Linked DNA regions of Neogale vison: region 2 is linked to region 1. Evidence: chromatin contacts called from public Hi-C data. All regions are on one chromosome and are shown on one strand. Each heading gives the region's core, a stretch centred on a gene start, on an enhancer-like site or on the middle of the called end of the contact. The rest is flanking DNA. Distances are from core to core; before and after follow the strand shown.

Region 1 (4,571 bases), core at 1,229-3,728:
GCGGCACTTCTTGCCCGCGGCGGCTCCAGGACCACCCAGGACCCCGGGCGCCCAGGGAGCAATCTGGAAAGATCTTAGAACAACAAGGGAAGAGAGCGGCTCGCCTCCCCCGCTTCCATTCTTCCCCCCCGCCCCGCCGCCTCCCGGGCTGACTACGCGGCAGACCAGTCCTGTCCCGAAGGCTCGGACCCGCGGCGGAGGGAAAACCGCAAGATTCAAACCTGCCTATGAGCCGTGGGAGGCGCGGGTGGGTGGTGGCTGCGGGGGCCGGGCTGGTTTTAAGGCACGAACCGCCTCTTTTCGAGGGCCTGCAGGCCCGAAGTTGCTCCCGACCACTGGGTTTATTTTGCTTTTGCCGGGGACGCAGATGTTGACCTCTCTCCATCTTCGCTCGGCCCAGACTCGCCGAAATCACCTCCCCCCGCCCCCCAACCATTTGCTTCCCTGCGCCACCCCCACCGGTGCGCTATCTCGGGAGTCAGCACCCCAGTCCTTTAAACCTTCTGGAATGTCACACATGGAAACCTTTAGCAAATGTTTGTTAATGATCATAACAAAGGCATCATTCAAATTAGGCAGGTAATTACTACCAGAAGGACAACTGGGTGCTCGCCGGCTCATCCATTCTCCATGCTTCAAACTCACGAGGAGTTACGACCCGAAGACGTCCCCGCCCAGCCTTCTTTTCGGGCCCCCTTTAAGCATCTCTGAAATGAGCTGTGAAGTTACCGTTTGTGGGCTGGGAGCCCAGGGTTCGGGAGACCCCGGCGCGACCGAGCAGTCAGTTCCCCAGGGCAAAGCGCGACCGGGCAGGCAGTTCTTCTGGGTAGGCTCCCTACCTTGCTTCCTACTTTTTAGGGTATTTGATACAAAAACTTAGATCTCAAGTTGTTTTTATTAATAGCCTGAAAGCCAGCACCCACCTTTTCCTATTATTCCGCACTATAATTTTTTTTGGGGGGGAGGGTCATGCCTCCCGGTTCATTATCTACAAACATTACGGTATCCTGTTAGCATTCCGAACAAGGGGCTGTTCATATATTTGCCTTCAATGATTTCCTGAAGGAACATGTGGAAGTAATAGTGAGCAATGCAGTCACCCGAACTGAAGATGCACGAGAGGCGGGCGCGCAGAAGAGCTGGGGGGAATGGGGCCCCTAGCCCAGCCCCAGGCGTCTTCTCGAGCCTGATACCCCAGGAACCCATCCCAGGGCAGCACAGGACCCCACACCTTTCTGTGACCCTCTCCTGCCGGCTCTTCTTGTCCACCCTCCTGAGGAAGGAGGTTGATGACTGTCCGACGTTCCAGGTTCAACCTGGACGTCGAAACCCTTCTGAGAGTGTGGAGGGGGGGGTGGGATGGAGGTAAAAAATGACCCCTTCCATCCAACAGGAGAACTCAAAATTAGAGAAGGCGGGGAAGGTGAATGCGCTCCCCTCCCCCTCCGTCCCTTGGAAGCCCAACTGCGCCTGGTCTGGTTCCTGGAGCGCGAGCGCCCCCTTTCCTTCGCGAGCAGAATAGTTCTCTCCTTGTACAGTCTCTTGCCTCGAGTTTGGGGATAGGATTTGGGGCCCCGCTCAACCCCAGGCATCGGTAAAGTCCATCCCTTGCGGCGGGAGGGAGCACGGGGAGGCGAACCTCCCCTAAACGAGGAGGTGGCAGATTTGTTGTGGACGATTCCTCAAACGCCCAACCCTGAGCCTTTTTGTGTGAGTGATAGAAGCCAGGGCAACCTCGCCCAGATTACCCCGAAAACAAAGACACGACAAGATAAGTGGCTCTGAGGGAGTAAAGGTCATTCTGTTGGCGAACGTTCCAAACCTACGCCAAAGACCCTCAGTTCTTTGTACCTTGTTTCAAACCCGTTTTCAAAGCAAAACAAAACAAAACCAAAAACAAAGACCATCATCTTCATATGGGACTCAAGAGTTTGCCTAATCACATTAAGGGATTAGCAACTACCCCGCACTTTACCTAACAGACCCCAAGTTGTAAAGACGCAACCGGTTGGAGACCTCTCCGGGCAGACCCCTGTCTAGCTGGGCTAAGAATTTCTACAGAAGGGACGTTCTCGACTCCAGATGTATACTATTCCTGGGCATTAAATGAAATTTCACAAGTTCTTTTTCTTTCTCTCAAAGAGCATGCAGAGCAATATAGCAGCGTAGGAAAATAGCTCCCTAAATCCGGAGGCGAACTCATTCTGGAAATGATGGGCAGTTTGTATTTTCACGAACCTCTTTCCCGGCAGAACATCAACACCTCCCCCTTCCACCACCCCCACCCCATCTGGTCTGCTCCCCGCCCCCCAGTTGTTGTCGAAGTCTGGGGTTTGGGACTGGACCCCCTGATTGCGTAAGAGCAAAAAGCGAAGGCGCGATCTGGCTGCGAGGAGATTCAGAGCGCACGGAGTTCGAGAGAAACTTTTATTTTGAAGAGGCCAAGGGGGGGGGAGCTTCATTTCCTGACAGCTATTTACTTAGAGCAAATGATTAGTTTTAGAAGGATGGACTATAACATTGAATCAATTACAAAACGCGGGTTTTGAGCCCATTACAGTTGGAGCTAGAGGGAGAAAAACAGAGGAGGGGACTCCAGGAGAGGACTGGAAACCGTGGACACTTTTAACTCCATATGTAGGATTTTCATTACGAATTGACATAGGAGGAGAAGGTAAGAAAGGAGAAAAACAAGATTTTTGTCTCTAAGAGAAGTTCCTTATCAGGCCCTTTGGGCTCGAAGAGAAGAAACTTGACTCAAACTTTGGGCGATGAGGAAAAAAAAGTTGAATTCCAGCTATGTGTCCTGAGAGTCATTTATGTTTAATAAACTTCACTAGGAGGAAAGATTACCGAGAGCTAGAAAGTCTAGGGATTAAAAAAAAAAAAAACACATTTTCCAGACCTATTTTTAAAAGCAGTGTTTTTCTAACAACTCTATAGCCTCCCAACGAAATTGTTTAGGCTTACATTTTTGAGGTTTCTTTTGGGGTTGGGGGTGGTATTCGTGTATACTGGGACGAGCACCAAGTAATGCTGGGAGTGGGGGCAGAGGTGTTTGCCCTCTTCTTGGCAGTAGGTCCTGGAAGGCGACAGGTTTTTAATGAGTATTTTCATTCCTCGCCCGCGGTTTGGCGGGACAGCGCTGCAGCGGGTGGTGTGGAGCGCGGCTGGAGGGCTGGGGGAGGCGGAGGGAGAAGAGCGCGGAGTGGGGCGCGGAAGGGGGTTGCGAGGAGGGGAGGCGTGAAGGGCTCGGCTGGAGAGGGCCGGACCTCGGGTGCCAGTCGGGGGCACATGGCGCCCGCCGAGGGCGCGTAATTACTGGACGGCGCAGAGCGCCGGGTGCGAGCCGGGGCCAGACACAGCACAACCGGGGCGGCTGCAAGACGAGCAGAGGGGGCGCGGACGGGGGCGAGGGTTTGGGGGGACTCCCCAGCCGTTTGCCGGATCAGTGAAGTGTGAGGGAGAGCGGGCGCCAGTCCCGCAGTGCGCTGGGGTTGCGCGCCCGAGTGCGGGGGCGCAGGCGGCGCGGGCGGGCAGGCGGTCTGGAATAATGACAAACACATTTGGCCCCGAGTGAAGAAGTCGTCGTCGCCTCGCATTCCAGCAAGTGGGTTTGAGGAATTTCGTACTGCGCTCCAAGGGGCCCTCATTGTGCGCTGTGGTCCCCACCCCCACTCGTCTCCGCGCGAGTCGTCTCCCCTTTCCTCGGTGGAATCTTTTTTTTTTTAATTTTTTTATTTGCAAAGTCCGGGGTTCTACTGCTGCCCAGTCCCGGTCACAGGAAGGAAAGGAGGAGGATCGCCAGAAAAGTGCAGAACTTTTTTTAGGGGAAGTTTGGGACGACTCGGAACGGGAAAACTTGGTTCCCAGGTAAGAGAAAGATGGTAGGCGAACTGGCCTCGTCACCTTCCTCCGGGCACCTGAGTTCAAGACCCGCCCCCCCCCTTTGCGTGTCCCTTTCCTCGCGTGGCACTCGCCGCCTGCACTCGCCCTGCGCTGCTTCAGCCTCTCCAGTGCCCCGATTTCGCTCTTTGCTCCGGCCTCCTTGCCTGCTTCGGAGCCCTCTCCTCGCACCCCTCCTTCCTCTTCCGTCTGTCCCCATGGAAGTCCGCTTTTATTTGTGATATTAACTTCTCCCGGTTGTGCCGGGGAAACGGGCGGCGTCGGTTTGGCTCGGAAACAACTGGGATCAGAAGTTCTGTTCGGAAAGGGTCGCAGCCAGCTCAGAGCCAGAGGGGCCCGAGTACGACTGCCCCGGGGTCCGGGAACCGGGCCGCCTGGCCAGGTGTTGCCAGTGCTGCCAGTCTCCTGGCCAAACGTCTCCGAGGGGAAGTAGTGCTGGACCGTCTGTCTGTTGTCTGTGCGTCTCGCCAGCAGCCGGAGCGCCCGTCCGTCTCTCTGCTTCCCTAGCCCTGCTAAGACCTCAGGATTGCGGAACGAGTGCTTGGAAGAACTTGCCACTCACTCCATCTGCCAGGGTGAGAGGCAAACCCGGCCTCGAGAGGGAGTGTGGATGGCCTTTATCAGGTCCGGACTGCCCCGAGCCCGGCCCAGCTGCCTGGAAAAGC
Region 2 (4,571 bases), core at 721-3,220, 460 kb before region 1:
TCAAATAAATAAATAAAATCTTTAAAAAAAAAAAAGACTCTCTCTCGCTCTCTTTCTGCCCTTCCCCACTGCTTACTCTCACTCTCTCTCAAATAAATAAATAAGTCTTTAAAAAAAAAAAGGCAAAACAAAACAAAACCAAAAAACTTCTGGGAGCCCCTGCTTTTTACAGAATTGTGAGCTGTGTGGTTTGTTATCTCAGACCTCAGGTCCTAACTGCCTGAATCAAAATCTATTGTTTGAATGAATTAAGATTCCTTGCCAAAAAAGAGATAATTTTTGTAAAAACCCTTTTACCTATTAGTTTAACCCAAACTGGCAGCACAACTGTTAAAAATAAACTTACTCTGCTATTTTATGAAACACAAGGCCAAATAATAATGGATGTGGAAATCTACCACAATCTTTCTAGGACTTAGGGAGACATCCTATGTATAGAAAAACATCTTGGGCAAAACCTGTTAAGACAACATTGGCTTAATGCAAAATTACAACTAATTTGAAGCAACTGCTTTTTCCTTAGCCAACTGGCTAACTTAGTGTTCTTCAACGAAAACAACAGAAAATCCAAATTCAAAGTCAATTTTTCCCCCAAGAAAACTATGTTTCATATTAATAAGACTCTGCTGGAAACCACTCAGGCTGTGAGCTGGGGTCTCCATCACTAAAAGTGGGAGGATTGTCTGTGTTTAAGCAAAGTCCTGAAAGACTTGCAATTTTGCTTTCAAACATAGGGGATCATTAAACTTGGTCTGAATGAACCAACGTTTTGGAAAAGACCAGGCAGAGATCGGGAGCCCCAAGTTCCAAGATGCTTTGTTGTTTTGCTTCATGCATGACTTGCTCAGAGGAATGCTAGGAAGGGGTCTTATGTATAAGGAGCCCAATCTTTTCAGTGCAGTATAGTATTCCGTTGTAGTAACATACCAAAGATTGCTTACCCATTTTTTTGCAGATGGATGTTTGGGTTGCTTCTGGTTTTGAGGTATGATAAGTGAAATAGTAGCTACAAGCCAGGGTGTGGTGGTCGTGCCATGGACTGAACAGCATTCCCCCAAATTCCTAGGTTTAAAGCCCTAACCTCCAATGTGGCTACATTTGGAGATACAGCCTTTACTGAAGTCATTAAGGTTAAATGAGTTCATAAGGGTGGAGCCCTGACTTGGTAGAACCAGAGTTCCCATAAGAAGAGACAAGAGCAATTCTCACAGTTCTGGGGACTGGAAGTCTGAGGCCTGCCATGTCCTCACATAGCAAAGAGGCCAGGATCTCCCGGGAGCCTCCTGTGCAAGGGCACTAATCCCACTCATAAGCGCTGCCCCCTCCCTCTAACTGACACCCCTCCCAAAGGCCCCACCTTCCAGTACCCTCACCTTTAGGGGGGAGGATTTCAACACAGGAACTTTGAAGGGACACAAACATTGACACCATAGCATCAAGGGAATCTGTGTTTCAAAAAGGTAACCATATAGTCTTCACACCTTGGAGCAAGCCTGGTATGAGGAGAATGGACACGCATTCTTCATCTCTCGTGTATTTGTATCCGTGTTTGCACATTATCAACAACTCCAGGAATTTTGCAAGTTGCCCTAGGCCAAGTGACGATCAAATGGTCACCCTGGATTCAGACCCATGCCCAGTGGACGTCAGGCCCTGTGCCTTTCCCTAACCTGGAGGTCTGTAAGCGAACCCGCTCAGCTAGGGGAGTGTGCACGAAGGATGCCCTGAGGGGTGGTGGGGGGAGGGGGCGATCCTCTGGGTTCAGAGCCTGCGTCACCACCGCCTCTGGCCTCTGGGGAGCAATCCCACTGTGCTGCCCTGTAGGAAGGGAGCCCAAGACACTGGAAGGCGCAGGCAGCACGGAAGCCAAGGGCTCAGAGAGAGGAGCCGAGCAAACAGCTGGACAGCCTGGCCAAGAACAACAGGAAGCTCGCAGCCGCACCCCTGCTCGCTGCAGCCTGGCCTGCAGACCCGGGGTTATTTTCTCCAAAGGGCCTTGTGCACATGTTACATAAACAAAACCTCCATTGACTTCAGTTCTGGGCCTGGCCTAAACTAGCCCACACGCTGTCCCCGCCCCCAAGCCCTGCTCTGCTCACGGCAGATTCTCTGCCACCCCACCAACCCTCCTGGGGGTGAGCTGCGTCCCTCTTGACCATGCCTGGAACCCCACGTGGCTGTGTCCCTAGGACTCTCCCCCTAGGCCTTACTTTCCCTGACAGGCCACGCACAAGGGGTCCCTCTAGGACCTTTTGATGGCTCAGGGGCCAAAGGACATGTCTTCTCTCACCAGCCAGGCAGGAAGCAGGTTTTGAGGGCAGCAAGGCGCGCCAGAAGGAGGCATGAGAGGGTCCGGCTGGCTGTCTCTTTCTCTCTTACTCTGTGTTAGATGGAGTTTGAGTGAGATCCCGAGAGCCAGCTTCCCTGGAGGGAGCACAAGTTTCCTCTGTCAGGGTTTCTTTTTGAGCTGCATTTGGTGATGGAACAACCCACTTCTAGCACTTTCTGTGGGGCCCTTTGAGTTTCCTTGACCCTCCCCCACCCCCACCCCCATTTATACCTTGTCTTCCTTTTGCAGAAATCCATTCCACTTACGAACATCTGGAGGTTCACAGATCTGTGACACTGACGGAGCCACCCTGCCTGGTTTGTCCCCTCCCCACCCCCAGCCACAGGCCCCGGAAAACCTATTATAATCTACCCCCATGCCCTCCCCACCTCCGGCGGCCTGCACTGCCCCAGAATCTTGAGTCATAAAAATAACAAACAACATGTACAATTTAGAAAAATATTTATGTTAAAAATTTACTATGTGCCTGATAGCATGCTAAGCATTTTATGTTCTATTTTATCTAATTCCCCTTGAACAGTCCTATGGGCTGGATACAAGTAATATCTCTAGATTACAGAACAGTAAACTACAGGCTAGAGAAGTCAGAGGACCAGTCAAAGATGTGGCAGAGGCGAACACAGGCCCCTGTCTTATCTTGCCGTCTACATCACACATCCCAGGAAAAAAAGTCTGTCTTATAAAACTTCTTTTCCACTGTCTTCCTCCCTTCAAAGTCTAAGCTGTTATGCCTGTTAATTGATGTAATTAAACAGGAGATATGGATCAATTCTTCTCCAACCAGTATTTTCCAGACCAGATGCTATTTAAGTCTAGACCTGACCCACCCCCCAAAAAGTATGCTAGGTAATAGGTGAATATTTAGCTCTTCGTTTATTAAGTCTGCAGTCTCGAGAGAGTGTTATACTTTCCCAGGTTGGAGATCCCCAAGCCAGGTCTCTGGCCAGAATCTAGAAGGCCTACCGTCTAGAGGAGTGAGGGTGGGAAGCCAGGGTAGGAGGGTGAATGGAGAGTTGAGGGAAACCGTACCGGAGAGGTCTGCACTCGGGCTGACGGGCCCCGAGCCAGGCTGTGGAAGTCCCGTGGGAGTGAACATGCAACCCTGCGGAATTTGGTTCCGACCCAATTCCCTTCACTCCGGTTGGCCTCTGTGAGGCTGGTCAGTTACTGGGTTGCTTAAGATAACCCCCAGGCCTAAGGCAGCCTCATGCATGGACCAAGTCAGAGCCTTAATTTATTTCTAGAAAAAAAAAACCTCTCCATCTCCGCACTCCCATAATTTTATTCATTGTTCATTTTTTTAAATCCATCCATCCACCCCAGAAGCATTTTCTTGAGTATCTATTATGTACGAAGCACTAGGGACACAGAGATGCACTGAGAAATAATGCAACACGGTCCGGCCTTTTGGGAGTTCAAGCTCGAAAGCAGGAGATGAAAAGAAAAATAATTGTGGTACAGCATGATAAGGGAATTCATAGAGGTAACCACAAGCTTCAAAGACACCCCCCCCCAGGGGGGTAGGACCTCCTGACTCCCTTGTGGGAGGTCCTGGCAGTGTGGGTGAGCATGCCCAAGTGTGCCCGGGGGCCTGCCCAGAGGGAAGGTGGGTAAGGGTTTACAGAGGCTTCCAGAGCGGAGTGGTGGGGGACACTTTCTCTCGATGGCTCTCTCCCTGGGGAGACCCTCACTGGAATACCAGCCCTGGGCTCTGGCTCCCCTATAATCGTCTCCCCGGGGGAGGCAGGATGACTTATCTGATCACTGAGTTCAGGAGAGGGAATTGTGACAGCGTGACTCAGTCATTTCCTGGTAAGGACCCTTCCGTTCTGCTCCTCCGTGCCATAAACTTTAGAGAAGCAGGCCTTTGCCGGGAAGGTGCTGTTTGTAGTCGGGTGAGTAAGTTCGGCACGGGAGGAGAAATTGGAAAGTCTGCTTGGCTTACATACGTAAAGCCACACTCTCCAGCCCAGCTTCTATTACTAATATCATGTTGACCTCCATCTGCCTGACTCCTGGGACAGGGAAGAAAGGGGCTATTTATTAAATTCCCTCAAACCCTAACACGGACAACTGATACTCAGATGTGGACAGAAAGAAGTGTGCGGCCGGGTGGGCTCGTCACTGGGGCCCAGCAGAGGGTCCTCGTTCCTCCACGTGCCAACCCAGGGCCAGGATGACCCTGAGCTCTGCAGACAGGGGAGGCTCTTTTTCCGGGATT

Evidence for each region. A called contact is a pair of places that touch in the nucleus more often than the background predicts.
Region 2: a contact with region 1 is called in a Hi-C map of fibroblasts, with 19 times the contacts expected there. The contact joins the enhancer-like site here to the promoter of PDGFRA in region 1. A contact is called at or near these places in 2 of 3 Hi-C or Micro-C datasets (fibroblasts and muscle).

Annotation. Positions count from the first base shown.
Region 1 is chr11:25,198,540-25,203,110 of ASM_NN_V1, reverse strand. It overlaps PDGFRA (platelet-derived growth factor receptor alpha), which reads left to right and starts at 2,478. Exons shown (of 24, transcript XM_044268123.1): 1 at 2,478-2,674; 2 at 3,750-3,873.
Region 2 is chr11:25,657,795-25,662,365 of ASM_NN_V1, reverse strand. No RefSeq gene overlaps it. Among named protein-coding and RNA genes, the nearest start is that of LNX1, 56 kb to the left of the region's middle. Within about 2 kb of position 1,970, the one cell type or tissue checked has open chromatin away from gene starts, as enhancers often do. A contact at or near this core is called in fibroblasts, where this site is marked.